Linked DNA regions of Sus scrofa: region 2 is linked to region 1. A link is a contact called in public HiChIP or PLAC-seq data. All regions are on one chromosome and are shown on one strand. The core of a region is the stretch at or near the end of the contact, and the rest is flanking DNA. Distances in the headings are between cores, read along the strand shown. Region 1 has its middle 92 kb from the start of ARPP21. Region 2 overlaps ARPP21 (cAMP-regulated phosphoprotein 21).

Region 1 (6,870 bases), core at 1,404-3,903:
TATACACACACACAAACACATACATACACACATATATATATGGTGAGGGAGATTTATTATAAGAAATTGGATCATTTGCAGGATAGCCAGTGGTGCAAGAGCCCAGGGAGAGCTGATGTTCCATTCAAAGGCCTTCAGAAAGAGTCAGTATTGTAGATGATCCAAAGTCTATCACTGGAGAGTTCTCACTGATTCAAGGGAGGGTTGGTCTTTTTGCTCTATTCAGACCTTCAATTATTAGTTGAGGCCCACCTCCTTATGAAGAGCAATCTTCTTCACCCAAGTCCACTGACTTCAGTGTCAATTTCATGCAAAAATGCCCTCCCAGCTACCTTGAATTACATCTCACCAACTATCTGGGTACTTCATAGTCCAGCCAGGTTGATACATATATTTAACCATCACAATGTGTATGTCTTGATTTGTTTAACCAAATTGTATGAGTGAATATTTTTAGGTGATTTTTATTTTTTATAACCTTTTTTTTTTTTTTTTTTTTTTGACCATGCCCCTGGCATGCAGAAGTTCTCAGACCAGGGATTAAACCTACACCACGGCAGTGACAATGCCAGATCCTTAACCCAATTTACTGCCAGAGAGCTCCTATTTAGGTGATTTTTAAATAAATGGAACTTTACAATCAGTCATCCCTCCTTCACCCACTGACATTTTATCACACAACCTTTCCTTCTGAGAATGGAGAAATAGAGCTTTTTTAAGCACAGCAACCTAAGACTTTCACTGTCAGCTAGAGTTGGTGTGTCACCAGAAATGTTTCCTACTCTCATCCCATGTGTTTCTAATGAACTGATATGAAATTATTGTCTTTCCCTCCCTCCTACTCCTCTGTTACTCTAAGATGATACCGCATATGGGCCACCACAGTCTTCATCATACCCTTCTGCTAGGGATCTCTTGTCAACACCTCCTGCTTTAAATGTAGGAGATACAACCTATCAAGATGCAATGCCTAACTGTCTGATCATCCCTCCCCTACTTCTAAGGTCTATTTTTCCCCCTGATTCTTGCTTTGAATTTTTTTTTTGGCCACACCCATGTCATGTAGAAGTTCTGGGCCAGGGATCAAACCCATGCCACAGCAGCAACCCAAGCTACTGCAGTGACAATGCCAGATCCTTACCCACTGCATCGCAAGTGTACTCCAAATTAATATTTTTTAAAGTGAAAATGAGGGCATTGGAGGTAAGAGGCACTCTTGAGACATAACAATGTTCAAACATCTCAAAAATTTGCACATATTAGGAGAAAGAGTAGGGGAGGTCTAATGGTCATGTTATTTTTTATTATTTAATTTTGATTATTTCATCAAGGTGAAACCATGGGAGATGTACCAATCATCTTTCTTACTCTTGCACTGTTACTCACCCACCTCCCAAATTCTCTTTTGTGAAGAAAAGACTACTTATGTCATGAGGTGCACTTCAGATATGTCTATGGCTGTGTTTTAATTTTTATTCCAGCCCAACTGACCTCATTGTTAGAATAAATTCTGTCCAAACTCTGGAATAAGCTTTCCTTTCAGTGTGTTGGGGAGATTTTCATCTTTATTCATATTTTCATAAGTAGAGAAGTTGAGAAAGACCATTTCTGAACCTATACATCAGACACAATTTTAACCACTGGCATATGTTTTGTTTGTTTGGTTGGTTGGTTTTTGTTTTGTTTGCTTTCTAGGGCTGCACTTGCAGCACATGGGAGTTTCCAGGTTAGGGGTCAAATCAGAATTGTAGCTGCCAGCCTACACCCCAGCCACAGCAACGCAGGATCTGAGCCATGTCTGCCACCTACACCACAGCTCACAGCAACTCTGGATCCTTAACCCACTGAAAGAGGCCAGGGATCAAACCCACATCCTCATGGAGCCTAGTCAGGGAGGATCCTAAGCCATGATGGGAACTCCCCACTGACATATGTTTTAAATAGGAATTCATGATGCTGTTATCTTGAGCTGTATGTCCGCTGCAATCCAGGAAGGCCAGTGACCTAACAAATTGAAGTGACTCGATAAAGTTATTTCTTAATGCTCTATTTTAGATTTTACATTTGCAACTGTAGCTAATTGGATCCAACGCGAAATCTAATTAAAACCTCATTGTACCATCTGTGTTCTTTGGTTAAAGGACATGTACTATTAAACAAGTGCTGAAAAGGAGGTATTGAGTTACTTAAAATTCAGTTTCTTCCATTCTCAAAAACTGAATGGTAGCAGAGTGTTATACTCCATGGTTGTATCCAGTCTTCAAAAACTCCCCAAAGCCATAGCTAATTTTCCTATTAATTACAGACTTGAGATGGCACCATCAAATTCAATCTCACAATTTCAGCAACGAAGAAGAGAGAGAAAAAAATATATACGTGCGCGCGCACACACACACACACACACACACAGAGGAAAAAAAGAACCTTGGTAATGCACACACAGCAGTTTTCCAAGGGTTTCATCCTTTCTTCTCTCACTTCATTTAATCCAAATGAGAAATGTTTTGTTTAACTGGAGAGTTTCAGGATTTTCTCTGCCCACAAATGGACTGACCCCTTAATAATCGTAATTTCTCTGTGTTACATGGTAAGAAAGTCAGAAAGGAGAAAAAGAAGGAAATCAAGAAGTGATACTATTGAAGTGAAATTTACACACTCATAAAAAATTAAGTGGCTATTGTAGTTTAATTCACATGAGCATGGTCCATACTTAGTTTATTCCTCCTCTGATGGTCACATGGTATCTACAAAGAACTTACTGACATGGAATCTTAGTTGAAATGCTAAAAATCAGTTTCATTATAAGTTTTCAGTTTCCTTCTCTGTTAAAAATATAAAACATATTAAGACATTTCTTCCTTATAGGTCTTAGATTTTTAAAAAGCCCTCTGGTGGCCTCCAGTTTATTTATATACTAGCAGCTGCAGTCATGACATCAAGATGCAATAAAACTATCTCTCAGTAATGCAGGCACCTGTTGTTAAAGAAAGAAATCTAGGACAGACAGGCAGAGGCTGCTGGATCCTAAGTGATGGGGGGTTGGGGGATCACCCTGAGAAAGTAGATGTATTTTCATAGCAGCAGGCCAGAGGTTCAGGCATCAGTGGCTGAATGGCCCCTATTTTGTCCCTTGTTTAGTTAAACTGACCTCTTTACTCACATATAGACATAAATCAGTGTCTATGTGCAGTTCACAACAAAACTATAATGGAACCAAGTTTGTCTTCTCCCTTGTTTTTGAAGCTGTGAACCCTGTTGCAAAAGATCCAGAAGCACACAGCACACCCTTGACAAAAATCAGTGATAGATGGGGCAGTAGGAACTTTCAACACTGAGATGATCCAGGGCAAATGCAATCCAATTGTTTGTTTAAAATTGTTAAAATTGTTTTTTTGTTTGTTTGTTTTAAATAGCTGTCCCAAGTTAAGTATCAAATAGGCTCATTGACGGTTTTGGTCTTTAAAATACCCTATCCGACAGGCAAAGCAGAGATTACGTTGAAGCAGTTGAGGATACTAAGGGTCGCATAGGTTGAGTGATTTGCCCAAGGTCACATACCACAAAGCTGGTCCAGGATAAACATGGAGCTCTTGGAACAACGCTGAGTTACCTGAGCACACACACAGTTGAGTTAGAATTATGACTTTGTCACATTTTTTTCTCTCTGAAACTTGGTCTCCTGGTCTATACATGGTTTGATGTGGGATCACATGTGATAACATACATCTGACACAACCAACAATGACATGAATGGTACACTCAGTACTCAGATCCTGTTCCTAGACTCTTTTTGTATGAACTCAAACTAAAACAACATTCTGTGGTTTGTAAAAATTGGCAAAATATGTATTATTCAATAAATGCAGTTTTCTACTGAGCATTTTTCTTTCAAAAGATGATATGCATGGGAGTTCCCGTCATGGCTCAGTGGTCGACGAACCTGACTAGGAACCATGAGGTTGAGGGTTCAATCCCTGGCCTTGCTCAGTGGGTTAAGGATCTGGGGTTGCCATGAGCTGTGGTGTAGGTCACAGACGTGGCTCGGATCCCACGTTGCTATGGCTTTGGCGTAGGCCAGTGGCTACAGCTCCGATTCGACCCCTAGCCTGGGAACCTCAATATGCTGCGGGAGTGGCCCAAGAAATGGCAAAAAGAAAAAGATGATATGCATGAACATAAAAGGAATGTAAGGATGTATCAATATTAGAGTCCGTTTTTAAGGATTAATTCTTTTTCATGGAAAAGCACGGACTTCAACAAAAGGAACCAAAGACAAAATCAGTTGATGCTGAAATTTGATCCTTCTCTGAGATCTTCCTTGAAAGAAATTCGAGCAAGTAATTGATTGATTAAAGGTTCAAGTCTTCTAACTATTTGATATCACAAACCCAGCACAGTGAAAGAGGCCAGATACTCCTTCTTTACCACTGCTTTCTGCCACTTCCCTTCCATACATCTATTGCCCTTGCTAAGTATGTAATAAATACCTCTGATGTTTGATATAGATGTGCAGAGCTTCTGGTGAAAACAGAGAAAGAGGAAAGCAGCTTATACTGATGTAATTGGTGCAAACCTTGGATTGGATCACAGTGTTCTCAGATGGTTGTAAATGATGAAGCACTGATTTTGTTGTTAGTTTTTTTTTTTTTCTCTTTAAATTCCTCTATAGTTTACTGGAATTTAAGTCAATATAATGAGCATCCTGTAAATGACAAAATTTTAAGAGAAACCAGTAGTACGCTGGATTCTAAGAACAAATTCCTATGAGAACAGACAGTTAACAAACCACTATAGATATATGAACAAGTCTTGCGTTGAAGAGCAGAAGGTCATTGTGAATATTCACTTTCTCTTGAAGGTTGCCTGTTTAGTCTACAGATAGCAGAACGAAATGAGTCACTCACAGACAGAAAATATAAGATTGGTCGGCCCTAAAGGTCATCCTGTTCAGGCATCCCAAGTGAGGCTGTTCTCACTTTCCAACCCTAATTGATTGGTGGTGGCTGTCAGACTGGCACGTTCAGAAGGATAGGGCTTTGCACAGAAACAGGAGAAAACTAACTGGGATGGATTAATAATATTTGTGGTGGCCTGATTAGGAAGAATATCGGTTTATGTAAAATACTTGTTTCAGCCTCCACTTCTAAAAGTAATTAATTTTTACAATGTTGGGATTTATAATGAGAAAATAGTTAACAAATTTTAAGTTAAAGTAAAAACAGCTAGATTAGGATCAATCTAATGGCTCTAAAATTTCTGAGTATGGTTTGTCAAAGACACCTTGGACATCTTTTTTTAAAATTGATCTCTAATGTATATAGCATAAAATACCATAATCTTAAGCATACTGCTTGATGAGTTTTACACATGTTAACACCTTGATCATCTTGATTGAAGCACCCCAGGAGTTCCCTCAAACCCCTTCCCAGTCAATAACTGCAGAGGTAACTACCATTCTGACTTCTATAACCACTGACTGGTTGTGTATGTTCTTAAACTGCATAGAAATGGAATCATAGTATGTACTTGGACATCTTTTTATCAATGTAGTTTTGTTATTTGCCTTTGTTGGTAGCTGATTATTCTAAGTAAGTTGATAGAGAGCTTATTATCTTACAAATGGAAAAGAATTCTACTTTACAAAAGAAATTGTTACGGAGAAAATGCTGTATTAGATCCTATTTAAATCTATAATAATTCAATGAGGTATCTCTTTAAGACAGGGCTGAACTAGTACCTGTACCTTGAAATGGTTTTCTAGAAAAAACACATCCTTTGAAAAACACTCTATATAAATAACTAGAAATGTTAGATAAAATACAACAAACAGCCTTTAAAATTCACAAATGATCTCAATAAGCCTCCAAAGAAAATTGCCAAGGATCAGGAAGAATAAAGAAAACCGAAAACTGAAAAAGTAATTTTGTAATCTACATCTGCAGCTTCTCTGCTCTCAGGGGATAAGAGGAAACCACAATCCACAGGAGGATGAGAAGACAGCTAACTACGCCCTTTCCAGGTGTGGTCTTGGTATTGAGACTTTCTCCTGAAGCAGGATACAGCAAAATGGTCCATGTGCCCCAAAGTACAGACTAGGAAAAAAAAAAAAAAAAATGTCTTTCAGCTGGCCCAGGGAGATGACAAAGAAGGTTGTAGGAGTCTGAGGGGGCTGTTTGCAGACAAAAACAAAAGCAAAATCTACTTAGAATTTACAAGTATGGTGGCCACCTTGCCTGGATTGGGGATTCTGATTTAAACAGACTGTGTGGTCTGGAATCTTGTAAAGAAAAACAACTTAATGTAGTATTCTTCCTGGAACACTTGGCAGAGGTAACCGCACATCTTTAATCCATATCTACAGGATTGTCATGAACAACGCCCTCTAAGCATGAGTTCAAACTCCAAATTACAATTACAAGATAAATGAAACAGAATATAGATAAACATATAATATTACTCATGCAATTTTGTTTATCAGTTTGTAAAAATATGATTGAAAATTCTAAAACTAAAAGTAAATAAAAATTGTAAGAAATAAATACTATCAGGGCAAGGGGGAAAAGAATAACATAAAATTCTGCAAGCATATAAATGTGTGTGTGTGTGTGTATATATATATATGAAACACCTTATAACAAGCATAAAATTACTGGTGAAATAGAATATAGATATAAGGCAAGTATCCAGAGTGAAACAGAAAGATTTGAAAAATGCAAACATGACACAGGGAACTGTACCCAGTATCTTGTAATAACCTATGATGGAAAAGAATCTGAAAAAGAATATATATTCATATACATATATATTCAGCTATATGTATGACTGAATCATTTTGTTATACACTTGAAACTAACACATCATTGTAAATTA
Region 2 (6,870 bases), core at 2,269-4,768, 220 kb after region 1:
GAGAAGGAGAGAGAAAGAAAGAAAAGCAGCTTTGTAGTTGCGATACCGTGGATCAGGGTGCTGTAACTGCAGTGAAAAGGGCCCTCAGCTTGCAGTAATAAGATGATGCCTGTGATGTGGACTGCCACTAGACAATGACCCACATGTGGACATTCTCAGGAGATGGTAAAGATGGTTTTAGGAATTACTCTCTGTGCTGTCTGAAGGCTCATGAGCAAGTAGGAGAAAAACAACTACTTCAGGAAGCATCATTCCACTTAACGGCTTGTCGCAGCTCTCCTCAAGTCCATCAGGATGGACAGACTTCCCTGGGATGCGTGCTGCATCCCCTCCGTTCTCTGGCAGCCTCTCCCTGCTCAGTCTGCCTCTTGTTCCTACGGAATTAAAACCACTGACTAACAAATGGTGAGGGAGAGGAGGATGGATGCAGAGACAGCCAGTAAATAACGTGAAGGCAGACATTTACACAAAGATGAAAAGATGTTGATAATGGGCTTCAACAGCACCCCCCCAAAAAAGGGCCATTTTTTGTACTCCTCTATTTTAATTTTTTGGACTGCTTTATGCTGTTTTACTTCATGTATAAGAACAAAAGAGTATCTAATTATGATGTCCAGGCTAGATATTTCTATCCTGTATCTTTGTTTTTAGACATATTTGAAGATAAATTCTTCCAATCCAGTCTATGCAGCTTTCTTATTTTAAAAATCCTAGGTAGCATTTTAGTTTACATAAATCGGGAGACTGACAGAGGCAAGATGCTTCAAAAGATACACAGCTTGCTTTTCAAAGTTGACCACACTTGGAGTTCCCTGGTGGTTCAGTGGGTTAAGGACCTGGCATTATCACTGCTATGACATAGGTTCTGGCTCAGGAACTTACGCATGCTGTAAAATGTTGACCCCACTTAACCTAAGCTGTCGCACTTGGGAGTCATCTTGGGATTTGGAGTAGAACAGCATCTGTAAGGGCCAGTGATATCAGATGCCCTCCTTAGTGTCTGAGGACCCCCTGGTTCCTGGAGGCCTCAATGTCAGTGGAACTGTTGAGGACGTCTTCCATGCTCCATGATGGTGGGTAGGGGGCACCCTTTACCTTGAATCCGCCTCTCTTTCAGGAAACCATAGAGTTTCCATAATATCATAGGAAATATCCATTCTCCTCACTCAAGGCTACCTTGGGCACCAAGGTGCTGTAGGTAGATGAAGCTAAAAAGGACCCCTGAATTACAGACAGTTCCTTTGGAATGAAGTAAAACCAGGGAACAAATCCAGTGTTCACAGAATCAGAAACGTTATGATAGCGGTCTGTAAATTCCCAAGGTACAGCCACCTCCAGGTGCCCTAGGGGAGTCTTAATTTTTTCCAAGCTGATAGTCTGGGTTGTTTTGCAAAGTTTCTGTATATCTTCTTTCTCTAACCTACTTTTATCTTTCAAATACTATCAGTACGATTTTTGTTTCCAAAGGCCAGGTGACTTTTCCTGAGGGCAGCCAGTTGCCTGGAACATTAAAATAACAGAACTGATATTAAATTTAATGTGCAAATAAGATATTGTTGTCTTATATTTTCAGAGCATTTTGAGAAAACAATCCAGAGTAAATATACAGAGTCCTCAATGATGGTGAGGAGAGCCATTATTTAAAATGGTCCTAGTAATTGAAAACTATAGTATCTGCTGATTAGAAACTAATGAGGTAAATGAACGGACTAGAATCCATTTGACTCACTTCACCCCACATTCAACCTGACTTTCTTGGTGTCCCATTATCTGAGTAAAAAAAAACCTTTAAAACATTCCTGAGTTGTCTGAGTTGATTTTGACAGGGCAATTATGCTTTACCTTTGATTTTCTTTCTTTCTTTGCTACTAGCAAGATGTTCAACAGACTGTGGATGCTAACCCTTGTCTTCTTACTTAATTGTTTTAACCATTAAGGAAACAATTAATGTGATGAATAGCCATTGAGTACCTGCCACACCAAGAGGATTACGTGGAGGTATGAGACTTAGGAGAATGTATAACAAATAGTACTACAATTTAGGCAGTAAAAGCAGGGGATGCCCAAGTCAGAAAACTGTAATGTAAATTCAGGCTTTCCCTCCTGCTAGCTGGCTGACCTCAACAGATGTCTGAATCTAAATCACTATTGTCTCTTTTATAAAAGGAGTGTAATAACACTGCCTGCCTCCCAGGATTTTTGTGACAATAAAGTAAGAATGCTTAATTTACTGTTTGGATCAGAGTAAGTGATCAACAAATAGAGCTAGTTAGCTCAGTTATAATGGAAAATCTTTAAGATGAAAGTGTAGAGAAACTGATAGGAAACCAAGAAACAACCAGGCACATATTAGAAGGTGGTACAATGTGTGAACTATAAAACTTCAGCAAAGGACAACTAGTCCTGGATAAGCATTTTTTGCTTTCATATTCTTCACCAGCCATGCGACAGCTAAACTCCTTCTCAAAACCAGGTACAAAAAAACAACAGAATTTGAATTCAGAATCAAGTATCTGCTTCCTTAGAAACCTGTAGAAATACGTGTATGCTGGTTCATCTAAGTTAAGTGATATTTTATATTAAGCAGATTATTAAGTTTAATAATTAAAAAAGACATTATACCATGTTAAGAGTACTTAATAAACACAACAGGAAAATTACACTGCTTGGGTGGGTTTGGGGAGGTGATGAGAACTATCTAGCTTCCCAGTTATTTTGCTCTGTAGATATTTGCCCTCTTAACTATGCCCCTTTCTCAGCATCAACTTTTATAACAACAGCCAAGGAAACAAAATCCTGAAAATACATGTTACAGCTTTGCCATTTCATTCATTTCTAAAATGATTATTACATTATTATTCTGTAATAATGTATTCAAAAGAGTTAAAATAATGTCAGTCACAGTCCTGCAATTTATAACTCCTAATCAGTTTACATTTGATTTTTCAGAAGTGTTCTACATCAAGAAATGTTTCTGTGACAGAATATTAATGCATTACCCTCAAACTACAAATAGTATTTGGTAACTGCTATATTTCAGTAGAAACAATATTAAATTTTCAGATTTGTAAGAGCCAGGGTTTTTTTTAATTTTATAACTCCTCAATCTTAGTAGAGTGTACTCTTTTATTTGCTAGGAGGCATTTGTCCATTCCTAACCTTTTTACCTTTAGAAAATAAAAGATGCATGTGACTTGAAAACTGAACTAACCTTGACTGAAAAAGGAATAATAAAAATAGCTAATGTCTTTATGATCTCCATAGCAAGCCTACAGGGCAGATACTGTAGCTGTTGCTGTTTTGTAAGATGCATTCTATCTTGTTAATCCTCAATAAATATGAAAAACTGATCATCTCACAGCTAAGAATTGACAAACTGGAAAACATTTCTCATGTGAATAGATGAGATAAGCAAGTTGCCACCAGCACTGCCATCTCTGCCTTCGGCTGTGCTGTGTCCCAGGCAGACCCTGTTAGTTCATTCTTAGGTCACTGCTATCACATTTCTATCTGTCTATTTCTGGATGGGAGGTCAGATTCACACTCCAGACAGCCTCCTGTCTCAAAGACCATTCTGCCACCTACCTTCTGCAACATCATTTAAAGAAATGGGTACCTTCAATTAAACCATCCCAGGTGTAAATTTCTTGCCTGGAGAGCAAACTGAGAAATGAATGGCATTCATGAATATAAGTTTGGCTTTCCTTACACCTAAGTTTTCATTTTGAAATTGTACAGCCTTATTCACTCCTCCCATAAATCTTGATTTATTGGAAGTGTGTTTACTGTAGGAACCCCACTGCAGAGCTGGTAGGCCACTTCTATGCACAGAATATTAATGAATTACCCTCAAACTACAAATAGTATTTGGTATTAAAGTTCACAAGTGAGCAGGCAGAGGAGGCCTGGGGAGGGAGACACTGCAATGGTCCTGCATCTGTGCACTCAGCAAAGATGAACTGCACCCTCACAGGTCCCACACTTTTACTGGGATGAGGCTGCCCGACCTCCTCACTCCTTTTCTCTCCTTAACTGTTACTTGAGAGTTGCTTTCTCTTCCTACGGAGACATTCTGTTTTCTGTATCCTATCAGCTCTGTTATCATCAGACTTTTTCCCCTCACCCCAATTTTGGTTTAGAGCTGCTATAATAAATGAATCTTTTATAGGCCACCTCAATTTATTTTTGAACAGACTCTGTAAAACAGAGTCATTTCAAAGCTGACTCTGTGAAAGGATGTTAGGATTCAATAAGCAAATACATCATCTTTAGATGCAAGGTCACTGCACCTCACCTGTCCTCCTCCCTCCCCTCTTTTCCTCTCTTTTTGTTTACATAGTAGCTGTGTGCATTCAGGGCCATTGAGACCCAGCTGGGCTTTTAGCATAAGACCAAATATAAGTCAGATTCTTAAAAGACATTTCTCTCATTTTCAACCTGTACTTTGAATCATCAGCTAGAGGTACGGTTCCATTATATTCACCATGACATGGACTTGGGAATGCATTCACCTTATCTGCTCTTTGTTCTAGAACTAGGAAATGGTAAGCAAGGCTGTTGGTCATGAATTTTCTATAGTTCTACCAAGTTATTTTCTTACATATGTCACAATTCTTGCTTCAGTGAATTTGATGCAGCTAGGAACAACGTCATAATAACAGTAAAATAGCAACTGGTTTTTTTCAGGGCCAATGAGTATATGAATGAGTGGTAGATCTAGATGATAGGAAATCATATAAAACAGTTTTTTGCAATTAATCCTATAAGAAATTTCTCCCTGCAATAGGAAGCATTCTGAGAGGTAGAGAGGACCATGATATGGCCTTAAGTCACAGTTCTTGTTCTCAAGTCTGCTGATTTTTTCATATTGTACAAACCCTCTTTGATGGTGTAATTAATATCAAATAGACCCTCAGAGCATATGAAAGGAGGCTTGACTGTGTGCCATGGATGCAGGGTAACTGGAGAGATGGTGGCTGTTACCCTTAATTAGATTCTTAATATGTGGTGTCTTTATAAGAATTGAAAATAACTTAGCCCACTATGAAAATGGAATAGGGGTAGTAATGTGAATATAAAATCAAATAATAAAAAATAAAATGGGATAGAGGAGTACCCTGGTGACCTAGTGGGTTAAGGACCTGGTATTATCACTGCTGTGGCACAGGGTTGATCCCTAGGCAGGGAACTTCCACATGCCATGGGTGCAGCCAAAAAAAAGGCAGGGGGACACATAAGAAGGTCAAAGGATAACTTTCCAGATTACACACCTGTCCCATTACCAAGGCCGGCACAGTCTAGGCCTCCCAACTTGGCTTATCCCCTCATTTGGTCTCTTAGGTGTTCCAAACTGACCAGACCTTGTTTCCATCTCATCTGATGAAATAAGCTGTCTCCTATTTGCAAGACATGTTTCCACAATATTTCTAAGAGGAGTGAAAATACATTTTTGCATAGCAGAGGACAGCAAAGTATATATATTATTTTTACCTTTCCTCAATTAAAACTTTCACATACACTCAAAATTTTTTATTTATAAACAACACACATTGATTAGGAATTTTTTACCCTTTCAGTTTTTAAAATCTGGTTGTAAAACAGTGTTTACGCTAAGAAAATCTAGGATTTTAAAGATTCTCTCAGTGATTTGTATGAAAACAGCAGTTCCACTGACTCCAAAGCACTCAGTGTAGTTAATAGTATGAACTCTGGAAGCACCTTACTTTCCAGGATGAAGCAAATCTGTTTCATTTCTCTATCACCAAGTCATTTTTACCTAAGTCATATCTTTCTTCTCAATATTTGTACGGACAGTTCATAGCCTTCCTTTAAGAATGCATTTTAAATTACATCCTATATTAGGGATTAGAATAGTTAAGTAAATTCTAGTCCATTTAAAAAGAAAAAGAAATCCAACCAGCTGAACCATCCAGAAGGTCACAAACAGATACATTCTTTTTTTTAATTATTTTTTTCTTTTTTGGCTGCCCTGCAGCATATGGACTTCCTGGCCAGGGAATCAGATCCAAGCCACAGCTGGCTTGGATCCCTAACCCACTGTACCAGGCGGGATAGAACCCGTATCCCAGTGCTAAGACGCCATCAATCGCATCGCACCACAGCAGGAATTCCCAGATACATACTTATTTATTTTTGTCTTTCATCTTTTTAGGGCCATACCCACGGCACATGGAGGTTCCTGGGCTAGGGGTCCAATCGGAGCTGTAGCTGCCGGCCTACACTACAGCCACAGCAATGCGGGATCTGAGCTGCGTCTGTGACCTACACCACAGCTCATGGCAACACCAGATCCTTAACCCACTGGGCGAGGCCAGGGGTCAAACCCACAACCTCCTGGATGTTAGTCGAGTTTGTTAACTGCTGAGCCACTATGGGAACTCCCCAGACACATACTTTAAATGCCGAATTGTATACTATCTATGACATGTGCATGGTCACTTCTGGGAGTGTTTTGCCAGAACATTCTCTTGGGAGCTAGTGATTGAAACAGAATAAAAGCCATGACACACATTTCACTGGCTGTAGCCTTTTGTGTAAGGCAATGAACATTGAATCATATAAAGAATCATTTTGTTCACTGGGGAAAATAGAACGCATCCCAAGTTAACAGGCTGTTTGGTGATCTCTATATGAAGTGAAGTAGTGCAGAAAAGAGAGAGGGTAAGAGAATGAATCAGCTGAATTAGCATAGAACTTGATAATCTATGACTTCTCCAAATATCATCGAAACCAAAGCAAAAGACAAACCTGAAAAGGCTAATTTGAAGCAGTCACCCAGTGCCAGTAGAGGTTGCCATCTTTGTGTCCTAAAGAATTTATCAATGTCAAAACTACTCACTGGACCACTCT

What was found. HiChIP or PLAC-seq counts read pairs in DNA pulled down with a chosen protein or histone mark.
Region 2: a contact with region 1 is called in an H3K27ac HiChIP or PLAC-seq map of skeletal muscle, with 6 times the contacts expected there. The contact joins two enhancer-like sites. A contact is called at or near these places in 2 of 47 Hi-C or Micro-C datasets (psoas muscle and skeletal muscle) and 1 of 2 datasets of contacts at active chromatin or transcription factors (skeletal muscle).

Annotation. Positions count from the first base shown.
Region 1 is chr13:20,860,373-20,867,242 of Sscrofa11.1, forward strand. No RefSeq gene overlaps it. Among named protein-coding and RNA genes, the nearest start is that of ARPP21, 92 kb to the right of the region's middle. Within about 2 kb of position 2,654, at least 5 of the 83 cell types and tissues checked have an H3K27ac peak or open chromatin away from gene starts, as enhancers often do. A contact at or near this core is called in skeletal muscle, where this site is marked.
Region 2 is chr13:21,079,308-21,086,177 of Sscrofa11.1, forward strand. The region is part of intron 20 of ARPP21 (cAMP-regulated phosphoprotein 21); the gene reads left to right. Among named protein-coding and RNA genes, the nearest start is that of MIR128-2, 44 kb to the left of the region's middle. Within about 2 kb of position 3,519, at least 2 of the 83 cell types and tissues checked have an H3K27ac peak or open chromatin away from gene starts, as enhancers often do. A contact at or near this core is called in skeletal muscle, where this site is marked.